Regions from separate parts of the Mus musculus genome. Here regions 1 and 2 are each linked to region 3. A link is a contact called in public Micro-C and promoter capture Hi-C data. All regions are on one chromosome and are shown on one strand. Each heading gives the region's core, a stretch centred on a gene start, on an enhancer-like site or on the middle of the called end of the contact. The rest is flanking DNA. Distances are from core to core; before and after follow the strand shown. Region 1 holds the start of Elmo2 (engulfment and cell motility 2). Region 2 overlaps Eya2 (EYA transcriptional coactivator and phosphatase 2). Region 3 holds the start of Trp53rka (transformation related protein 53 regulating kinase A).

Region 1 (3,634 bases), core at 613-3,112, 170 kb after region 3:
GCCTCCATTAAATTAGGTTTTTAAGCAAGTCTGTGGAGCCTTTTCTTGATTGGTGATGGTTGTGGGGAGGGCCCAGCCCACTGTGGACAGTGACACTCCTGGGTTGTATAAGAAAGTGCTGGAGCAAGCTACCTGGAGCAAGCCAGTAAGGAGTGCTTCTTCTTGGCCTCTGCTTCTTGGTTGTTGCCTTGACTTCCTGCCCTGATTTCCCTCAGCTGTAGACCTCGGGGGTGCAGGCCAAATCAACCCTTTCCTCCCCCAAGTTGCCTTTGGCTGTGATGTTTTAGCACAGCAATGGAAACACAAACCCAGACATCCATGTTCTGAAGGTGACATCAAGGCCCTCGCTGGCTCCCCAAGTTGGACTGACTGAATGGAATACTCTTTGGTTTGTCATTGGTGCCTTAGGGGGAGGGGAAATGGGGACACATCTGTTTAAACGTCCCTGCAAACACCCTGTTTCAAAATAGGCAGCAAACAAAGAAATAAACAACCCACCACAAAGAGGATGCTCACAAGACTACGGAGGACAATAAGAGATAATAATGTGAATCTGATAGGGTCGTATGAGGCTCCCACAGAGCAGCAAAGGACCTGGGGTCCAGAATGGTGCTGCAGACAAGGGTGGCTACCCTATGTTCCAGCGTAAAGCTATTTTGGAACACGGCCATATGCTTTATCCTGGGTGGCTTTCGATAAAACAAAGACAGAGACTGGCTGGAAGCAGGCAGTATGTGAACCTATTGGAAGTGTGACTGGCCGGCCCCTGCACAGGCCTTATTAGCACTGTGATTGTGGGAGGGGAGCTTTGCTTCCTGGGCACCATCCTGTTCACCAGCTGATAAGAATCCGCTTCAATTCAATTCAATTGCAGGAGTCAATGTAACTGTGCCTGTAAAACTGCTTCAAAGACAGTAAAAGGTAGCCATTATTTCCATCTCTCTGCTGAGCGGCCAGCCGAGTCTCTACAGAATGGATAACAAAATGTCTGTCTTCTGGCATTGTCCTAAGGATCTGCTAAGAGAAATGATTAAAAAAAACAAAATTTGGAGTTAAACAGGGAGATAGCGTCTTGCTGTATAGTCACCGGTTGTATAGTTAGTTGGTCCCATAAGACCCCTAGTCTTTTCTTCTGCAACTGGGGATCGCATACTAGCCCTCCCTACCAGCCTGCTGTGAGCTTTAAGGGAGATGGCAGGAGTGAGTCCTTGGCGCTGTGCCCGGCCTTGTTAGATCCGCAGGTGCGGTGACGAACGCCACCTCCCACGGATCCCTACCAACAGCACAGCTGAGCTGTACCCCTCTGCCTCTGCTCAGCGCCCACGGTCAGCCCTGGGTGCCGGTATAATTAGCTCCATCTCCGTAGTGAGCAGCCGCGGCTGCTCATAGCCTCTGACACGACTGTCACCTCCCACTCAGTTCCCTAAATCAGCTATTCCCATCGTTGAGTCGGATCAGGTGAGCATCACCAGAGGATAGCTTGCTCCTTACAACAATGGGTCTCAAGGACCCAGAGCGCGCCCCCTCCCCGCCCCTCCAACCTCCTTCACCCGGAGGCTGTGTACAGAAATAAAAGAGAAAAAAAGTTTGGGTGGGGAGCAGCCTCTAGTGTCTGCTGGGAAATCACGTTCCTTTAGACCCAATAGCCTGCAGAAGAATGGTAGTCTGTCTCTTTAAGAGGCCTCCGCGGAGGGGAGGGGCCAGCCGGCGTCGCTCCAGCCCGCGCCCTCAGTTAGGCCCGCCTCCCTTTTATTGACAGACAAACAACCCAGTGAAAGCGAGACTTTTCATCTTGACAGCAAAGCGGAGCAATAGAAGCCCGGGCCGCCCTTCGCAGGGCGGGGCTTCAGGAGGGCGGGGCAGACGGGGCCAGTGGAGCGGCGGCGGGACGCGGGCGCGGAGCTGGGCCTCGGCGGGTGCCGGGTGAGTGAGGGACGCTCGGGGCTCGAGGCAGAGAGACAGAGTGTTGAGGGTTGGGAGCCGGGGACCGAGGTTGGGGTTGAGGCGGAGGGCAGCGTCTGCCCGACCTCCAAGCCCGGGCACGGTGCCGATCCGGTAATCCCCCTGCGGTCGGTACCGGCCCTCTTTCCTTCTCCACTGCCCGGCTTCGGTCCAGGCCGCTCTCATTCGCTTCTTCCCGCAGCATTGCAATGCCCGGGGTGCTCCGGTGCTGGTTTCCACCCTCCCCTTTTTCCGGGCCCTGCAGATCTGGTCCTTCGCCGCCCTCCCTAGGCTTAGGCTGCTCCCGGCCTGGTTCTGTTCCTTCTCCATCCCTCGCTCTGGCCACCCTCAGAGTCCGCCGCCCCTACGTCTAGTCTAGTAAACTTTTTTTCATCTTCCCAGTCTTCCTTCCGAAGGCTTCCGGGGTCCCGAGTTCTGACCCTGGTGCGACACTCTGAACATTCTGGTGTCCCTACACATCAGTAGCTTTCAACAGTTTGAAAGTGTTGATTGACGTCTGCCTGTCCCAGCAGGTAGGAATGCCCAGGAGGAAGAAGACCTTACCTGATGTTGCTCCATGCACCCACAGCGTCTCAGCAGGCCAGACACTATAGATGTTTACTAAATGAATGAACGAAGGGCTAGAGTTTGCCTGGGGGATGCAGCCGCAGCCCCTGACATCCCATCTGTTGTGGGTGGAAGCCACCTTTTGGAATGCTTTCTGTGTGCCGGGCACTAGGCCAACCTGGGCTCTCCAAAAGAGAAATAATGCAAGTCACATTTGTTAATTAAACTTTTCTAACAGTCACATCTCAGGAATGTAAAATATGTAAGTGGAATAATTTACTCATGCTTTAGTTAATACATTTCAGATTATAATTAGGAATTCACATAACCAATGTAAAATCACGTTAATGGAGTTGTTGACTGTTTGTGTGTGTGTGTGCTAACTTCTTGAGCTCTGGTGTGCCTCACTCTTGGGACAGCACTTCTTGCTTCTCAGAAGAAGCACGGCAGCCATTTGTCAAGTGGTCGGTCAGTAACCACATTGCTAGGGTGGCTGCCTTGGCTGTGAAGTGCTCAGTAGTGTGCAAATGTGAGGGCGTTTAGTTCGAGTTGTGGTCTTTTGAGGAGACTATCATTATTTGCATTTACAGATTAAAAATAGCAAAGATCCTAAAAGAGTTTACCTGCCCAGATTCATTCTACCGTTTGGAGCAAAAGAGACAGGGCTGGTTCAAGAAGGGGTTTCTCTGTGTAGCCCTGGCTGTCCTGGAACAATCTCTGTAGACCAAGCTGGCCTCTGATTAAGGGCATGTTCTACCATGCCCAGCTTGTCTGTTGCTCTTGAATCTTGTTATTCTTTTTATGTTTGATGCTGCTTCTAAGAGGTGCCAAGAAAGTTTGGGGTGCAGGGTATGAAGACTAGACTGCTTTTAAAAATGATGATACCAGTATTTAGCATACTCTGACACGCTCTGTGCCTAGGTCATATCTTCCTGGGTGGCTCACGAGCAAACATAGGTAAGAAATACCTGCCCTGGGTTTGGAGGTATGCACCGGTAGCCAGAGCACTGTAAAGGCTAGCTAGGGCAGAAGGATCCCTTGAATACAGGAGTTCAAAACCAGCCTGGGCAGTGGAGTGAGACTCCAGCTCAAAAAGAAAAACCCACCAGGCAAGACCTCCTCTGAC
Region 2 (3,273 bases), core at 649-3,148, 220 kb before region 3:
TAAAGGGTGCATGCGCTTCTAACTTCGTTACATATTATCTGATTGCACAGAAAACCTTAAATCTCTTCTTGAGAACTTAACATTCTCTTATTGGCTGAGGGATGTGGTTTAAGAAGTTAAAAAAACAACCTTCCAACTTTTTTTTGAGTACAACAGAGCACATTAAACCCCAGGAAAGAAGTTCTGGCCAGGCGTGTCTGTTCTCTTGGGTCTGGGCAGGTGTTTAGACCCTGCTCTGTGCAGCAGGCTGCCCAGAGTCCTCTGCACACTGTTGGCTTTTGCACAGATGTTGACAGCTGTTAGAGCAGCGTGTCTTTCAGTGTGGCCAGGAAGAGGAAAGTGTTAGAGACCATTTCTCGGCAAGGCTGAGAGCCCGTGGGATCTGTCAATCAAACTACCGGAGCAGCTGGGAAACACAAGTGCCTTCGATGGTTTCAAAAGTGGACTTTCGTGGAAAACACTAAAAGCCTACATGTGTGTACATACGTGTGTACGTGTGTGTGTGTGTGTGTGTGCACATGTGCTAAATGTTCTTGTGCAACAGACACTGGGGAAAAGGGGCTAGGCACCCCAGTTAAAGTTTACAGTTATTGATGCAATTAGGTTAAAAACTTTTTTAAATTTATTATTTTTTTGTACATGAACGTTTTGCTTGTATGTATGCCTGTGCACCATATGAGTGCTGGGTACCCTTGGAGGTCAGAAGAGGGCATCAGATCTCCTGGGACCAATGATTGTGAGCCACCATGTAGGTGAGGGAGATGAACTCAAGTCCTCTAAAGAGCAGCCAATGCTCTTAACCACTGAGCCATCTCTCCAGCCCCCTGATGCCATTAACATTTATGTGAGCCTGTGAGACACAGGAAAAGTCACCCTAACCTTTTATTGTTATACCTGAGGCCAAGGGATAAGTGACCTGGGGGGATGTGGAAAGGACACTTCAGAGACATGATGAGTCCTGTGTTTGCTCCTGATGGGACCCAGAGATGACTTTGCCATATAACCCGAATCCTCAGGAAGGGCGACATATGTGTCAGGCTCACCCTTGAACTCTGGGTCCACTAGCCCATCTTCCCACTGGGAGCTCTTCTCCACCCCGACTTCCCACCAGCCCCCGGTTCCTCTCCTTTGTTGAAGCCAGTGCTCGGAGAAGCAGAGTGCCAACGATAGTCCAGGATCAGGAAGAGAAGTTTCCTAGACTTCATGTTCTTTCTCGAAAGAAAATGATTTGAAGTTGCTAAGCGAGAAGGACTGTGTGTTCGGTAAATACTCAGGAGGAGACTATGGAGATTAAGGAGTCAGTCAAGCCCCACGCTCCCTTGAAAGCTGACTTCAAAATACTTGGCCAGGTGTCTCCATTTGTCTTCAGGACAGGGGTGGGGAGCTCTCCCGGGAAGGGATGTGCAGATCTGGATGCACAGACACACCAAGAGCCCAGACAGAGAGGGCAGGGTTCTCCCCGCTGCTTCTTCCTTATCCTTTAAGCAAGGGATAGCTGGCAATGAATGTCCATGACGCATTAGGCTGCTGAGCCCAAGAGGACCAGGAGACTCGGAAAAGAGACAGAAGGAAGACTGATGTAGAGGCCCAATCCTATATCTCAGCACTGCAGGTGGAAGCAGGAGGATGGGAATTCAAGGTCATCCCTTGCCTACATCTTGAGTTTCAGGGATAGCCTGGGCTACAGGAGACTCTGTCTCAAATAAGACAAAACAACAAAAGACCGAGACTCTATGCTGGCTGCCCCTGTGACCCCGGCACCTGTGGGACACTTACTTTGTAGAAGAGCTGAGCAACCTGCCACCCTTCCCCCATCGCGACCTGAACCGAACTGCATACATGCACCTTACCAGACAAAGCAACCTATCGCTCCACCTCACCGTCCCCTAGTAACTCCCTAGCAACCTCACAGGAACTCCCTTTTGTGGCCAAACACATCCTGGAACGAGGGGCAGTGGTCCAATCTGGATTGGTTTTTGGTACATGCACAATAAAGAAAAGTGTCCTCTGAGTGACCTTTTGGGGAGAAAAAAAATCTTCTAATTACCATCTTATGCCTATGCATGACTGGACACGTATATGATTAAGCCAGATGCATCATGGGAAAGGATATCTGCAGCAAACCAAGGTTTATATAACCGAGACCTGTCAGTCAAAACAAAAAAATCACCCCCATTCCGCCCCTAGCAACCAATTCCTCCTCCTCCCGGACCCACAAAAGGAAATCCCAGAAGTAGCATGGGGCTCTTGAGCAACCTCGCTGGAGCTCACCACTCCCCCGCAGTGTTTCCACTCTCAGCTTTTGCTCCCCCCCCCCCCCAAACAAAACCCCTGTGGCTTTGCCACTTCTGAGCACTTCATCAATTCCGCGAAGAAGACACCAAGAGTCTGGAAGCACCTGGCTCAGGTGGCAACCTCTGCTGAGGAGGCTGAAGCTTGAGGGTTGCAGTTTGAAAACAGCCTGGACTGTGTACCTCAGAGCCGAGGGGCGGGGCCACCCAGGAGAGGGGTGTGGGGGGTATCCGCTCTCTTCTGGCTCTGGAGTTCTGGGTTTCCTTGTCCCTCCCCCTCCCCCTAGTGTATTGGTTCTGGCACAGCGCTGACTTGACTCTAGCTCCAGCGTGGGCATACGACCCAGAGCCTTTTTTTACTCCAGCATCGTACCTAAGTCACAGAGGCTGGCCATGGGATGGACATACAACTAAGTTGGCCAATGAGAGTGCTCCAGGCCTCTGGCAGACGGATCTAGAATTTTCTGGAGCCTTAAAGACCCGTGCAATAGAGGGTTTCCCTAAAATGCTGGCGTCTCAGGGTTGGGTGAGCATCTCAAAAGGCAGAGACCTGTGAGTAACAGCAGCTGAACCTCCTCAGAGGTGTATGGTGGCTCGCTAGCTCCTAGGCAGAGTCATCTTATGTTGAGTATGTGTGTGCAGTACCCACAGAGTCCAGAAGAGGGCGCCACATCCCCTGTGGCTGGGATTACAGTCAGCTGTGAGCCACCCAGGCGGGTGCTGAGAACAGACTCAGCCCTGGAAGAGCAGCAAGTGCTCTCCATAGTTGAACCATCGATTCAGTTCCCACATCCCCGACCAGTCCTGCCCCCTGTGAACTTCAGAGAACATCTCAACTGGGAATAGCCAATAAATAAGAACTCAGTACAGAAGATGAAGCCTGGTGGGCCTGGGTTTGAATCCCAGCCCCACAGTTACTAGTCAGTACTTGTTACTCTGACCTATGTGGACGATAGGGGTGTGGGCTGGGCGTGAGAAGCCC
Region 3 (3,329 bases), core at 368-2,867:
CACACTCATGAAATATTTTTAAAAGGTCAAAATTTGAATCTAAACGTCCCTACCCTCAACCCCCCAGTCTCACTTAGTATCAGGCTTGCAGTCTCCTGTCTGAGCATCTGAGCACTGCACAGCCTCTGAGTGTTGGGATCACACATATGCACCATCCCTAAGACACTCTAGGCCAGTACCCACCTCTTTGGTGCTGAGGGAGAGATGGAAGCAATACAATCCCTGCCTTGTGAGTAGCTACACAGCAGGAGGGTGGGGGGCTCTGTGTGATGGGAACCACTCTAGCAGGGTAAAGTGTGTTGGGGGGTGGGTGGGTCATCAATCAAGCAGTTGAACGGCCAAAACCAAAGGGAATCTGAAACAGGTCTGGAAAGTAGAAAACCAGGGCTGATAACAGTTGAACTCACTCTCCTCATAGAGGCTAGGAAGGGCTTGTCTGGGGAAGTGACCCTGCAGTGGAGAATAACCTGCAGCTCTAGGTGATATGGAGCTGGACAAACATTTCCCTGCAGAGGAAATAGCAGGTGCAAAGGCTCTGTGCCGAGGGAGCATCATGGAGGATGGGTGGGGATTCTGGAGAGGGGAGGGTTTATAAGGGATGCAGGAGTCCATGGGCCCAGTTAAGGTTTAGGTCTTTCTTCTTAGCACAGTAGGGAGACACTGAAAGGTTTGAAGCCGCTTTAAAGAGCTAAACTCAGCCTGACTTAGCAAGCCTGGCTTTGGTCAGCACCTTTGCACAGTTAGATTTCTAAGGCAAGGGTTCAGATGGGTTTGGTTACCATAGAGACGGCTGGGTGGACACAAACAATTATGATAATGAAGCTACAGACTTGAGCACTGGGGGATATAAACGAACCGGGTTCTGGGTGCGCTTTGCTGGAAAACACATTTTGCCCACACAAAGGGTCTGATTATGAAAAGGGACCTGCCATGAATATGAACGAAACCCAGGGACCACAGAGCCAAGATGCTGGTGCCATAGCAACCCGGGACTCAAGGGCTTCTCTTCTGTATTTTCAACAGAGCCCCAAGGAGCGTGGGGCAGGGACAAGGGGGTCAAAGGCCATGTGAAGAGAGCCCTGTCCACCGGCACCGCGTAATCAGCCTCTTAATTCTGATAAGCCCTCACCCTAGCAGAACCAGGCAGCCTCATTCTGTAGTTGAAGATACCGGATCTGAGAGGGATGGTGCTGGCTGCTGACAGGCTGGTGCCAGGCATCAGGTGGCGTCTCCGGATAGAAAGCTTCGCCTAGTCCCTGCCTCCTTCCCGGCTTAGAGCATGTTTCCATAGACTGAAGTGGGACACGAGTTCAAAGCTAATCTGAGCTACACCGTGAGACTCTGTCTCAAAAAAAAAAAAAAAAAAAAAAAGGTCCCAAAGCCGGAGCATCACCGTGATGAAGAGTGAGAAGCTGTTGGCCTAAAGTTGCTGAGCGCTCACGAAGACAGACAGGGAAGGGCCAAGTCTACAGGTCCTAGAGGCTCCGCTGAGCGCGGAAAGGTCGCGAGGCGGAACCAAACTAGCAGGGTGAAGTGTGTTGTGTGGGGCGGTGTTAATGGCGGAAGAGGCCGGAGGATTTCCGAAGCGAGCGGAAGCGGCGCGGTCAGGGTCGGAAGGAGTCGGAGGCATGGCTGGCACGTCCTCGGAGGCGGAGGCCGAGGCGCTGGCCGCTGCGCGCGAGCGGAGCCGCCTCTTCCTGAGCGGCCTAGAGCTGGTGCAGCAGGGCGCCGAGGCGCGCGTCTTCCGTGGCCGCTTCCAGGGCCGCGCGGCCGTGGTGAAGCACCGCTTCCCGAAGAGCTACCGGCACCCGGAGCTGGAGGCGCGGCTCGGCCGGCGGCGGACAGTGCAGGAGGCGCGCGCGCTGCTCCGCTGCCGCCGTGCGGGTGAGGGGGGCCGGACGGGGCTCCGGGAGACGGGACAGACAGGGCTGCGGGAGACCAGTGGGACGTGAGAGACGGGGCTCCGATTTCTAGGGGACAGGATCAGATGGCAATGCTTAAGGACTCAAGGCGACAGTCAGGACGCCATTCTGTTTGGTTCGCGGGGCTTGTTTAGCGCTCGGGTCCCTCCGTTTCTCATTTCTCTGTTTCTGCTTACCGTCCTTCCCTCTCCATTTGGTGGTCTTAAGCAGTAGGTGTCCTGACAGGCGGGTGGCAGGAGCCGGGCTCTGTGGATTCACATTCTCCCTGCATTGTCTCCCTCGTAGCCATTCAGCGAGTCGTCTAGCCCAGTTACCTTGTATGTCACCGGAATCTCAGGGATATTGTGGTCATTAAAGAAGGCATATGCATCACATGTTCTTATGCTGACATAGTTCAGTAAATGTTTGATTTCATTAAATTGTTATTCTTTTCTTTAAAAAACATCCACACCCCCACAAAACAACAACAACAACAACAACATTACTCCAGAGAAAATGAGACTCAAAGAGGGGAAGTGCCTGAGGTTCCACAGCTACCAGGCAGCCTGTCTGTGGCCCAGAACCACCGAGCCTTTGCTATTTTTCTCTTTAATGGTTTTTAGGTGCCCACTGCCAGGACATTGATAGGTGCCAGGAGCCAGGGGAAATGCAGAAGTGAACAGGCCTGTGCTTTTCTGCCCTAGAGGGGCAATGGAGTTATAAAGAAGTGTTCATATATTCTCCTTTACCTTTTGTAAGTTTTATCAGACATGGGTGGGGGCTACCTTGGTACCCCAGTTTCTAGGAAACTGTTCTGAACTTGGTTGACATTCAGGAGAGACTCCTGGTGTTAACTGGAGGTTTTGTTACCACTTTACAGTTGTGGAGACTGAGGCATAGAGTAGCTAAGGGAACCTTGAGGTTTCACGCCTAATAAGGGATCTGAACCTGCCTGTTCCAGAGCACAGATGAGCCTGTAAGGTGACACCCTGCTTAGCCACTTGCCTGGTGACTGTCAGGTAGAAACTGCCCAGACTGCAGGATGCTTTCCTTCTGGCTTCTTGTTTTGTTTGTTTTTAGGGAGCAGCAATGAATTCCAGTCCTCAGGTGGCTTGAGAAAGGAGGAGCAAGCCTTGATACTTCCAGACTTACCCTGGCCTGGTCTCAGGCCGTAGTCCTGCAGGGCTTTAACAGGGCAAGCTCTGGATAAATTGTATCATTTTCCACAGTAGTCTAAACCCTGTTCCAAAGCTGTCTGCCTGTGCATGAAGCTGGCCTTCATGAAGATGCGTTCCCTAACCACGTGTGTCCATTGCAGGGATAGCTGCCCCAGTCGTCTTCTTTGTGGACTATGCGTCTAACTGCTTATATATGGAAGAAATCGAAGACTCGGTGACTGTTCGGGATTATATCCAATCCACTATGGAG

Evidence for each region. Promoter capture Hi-C pulls out the DNA fragments that hold promoters and counts their contacts. A called contact is a pair of places that touch in the nucleus more often than the background predicts.
Region 1: a promoter capture Hi-C map of hippocampal neurons shows a contact between it and region 3, with 6 times the contacts expected there. The contact joins the promoter of Elmo2 here to the promoter of Trp53rka in region 3. A contact is called at or near these places in 13 of 39 promoter capture datasets (the 3T3-L1 cell line, 3T3-L1-derived adipocytes, the HPC-7 cell line and 8 more), 5 of 484 Hi-C or Micro-C datasets (the G1E-ER4 cell line, Th1 cells, nephron progenitors and 1 more), 3 of 115 datasets of contacts at active chromatin or transcription factors (the 230-238 cell line, memory CD8 T cells and pancreatic cancer cells) and 1 of 9 other capture datasets (adipose tissue).
Region 2: a Micro-C map of embryonic stem cells shows a contact between it and region 3, with 2.0 times the contacts expected there. The contact joins the enhancer-like site here to the promoter of Trp53rka in region 3. A contact is called at or near these places in 4 of 39 promoter capture datasets (cranial neural crest, embryonic stem cells, frontonasal cranial neural crest and 1 more), 4 of 484 Hi-C or Micro-C datasets (the HPC-7 cell line and embryonic stem cells), 5 of 115 datasets of contacts at active chromatin or transcription factors (embryonic stem cells, neural tube and stem cell-derived neural progenitor cells) and 4 of 9 other capture datasets (adipose tissue, liver, macrophages and 1 more).

What each region holds. Positions count from the first base shown.
Region 1 is chr2:165,324,707-165,328,340 of GRCm38.p6, reverse strand. Elmo2 (engulfment and cell motility 2) reads left to right here and starts at 1,862. Exons shown (of 21, transcript NM_080287.2): 1 at 1,862-1,923.
Region 2 is chr2:165,716,601-165,719,873 of GRCm38.p6, reverse strand. The region is part of intron 7 of Eya2 (EYA transcriptional coactivator and phosphatase 2); the gene reads right to left. Among named protein-coding and RNA genes, the nearest start is that of Gm29993, 13 kb to the left of the region's middle. Within about 2 kb of position 1,898, at least 11 of the 459 cell types and tissues checked have an H3K27ac peak or open chromatin away from gene starts, as enhancers often do. A contact at or near this core is called in adipose tissue and embryonic stem cells, where this site is marked.
Region 3 is chr2:165,491,602-165,494,930 of GRCm38.p6, reverse strand. Trp53rka (transformation related protein 53 regulating kinase A) reads left to right here and starts at 1,617. Exons shown (of 2, transcript NM_001007581.1): 1 at 1,617-1,884; 2 at 3,220-3,329. The coding sequence starts at 1,629.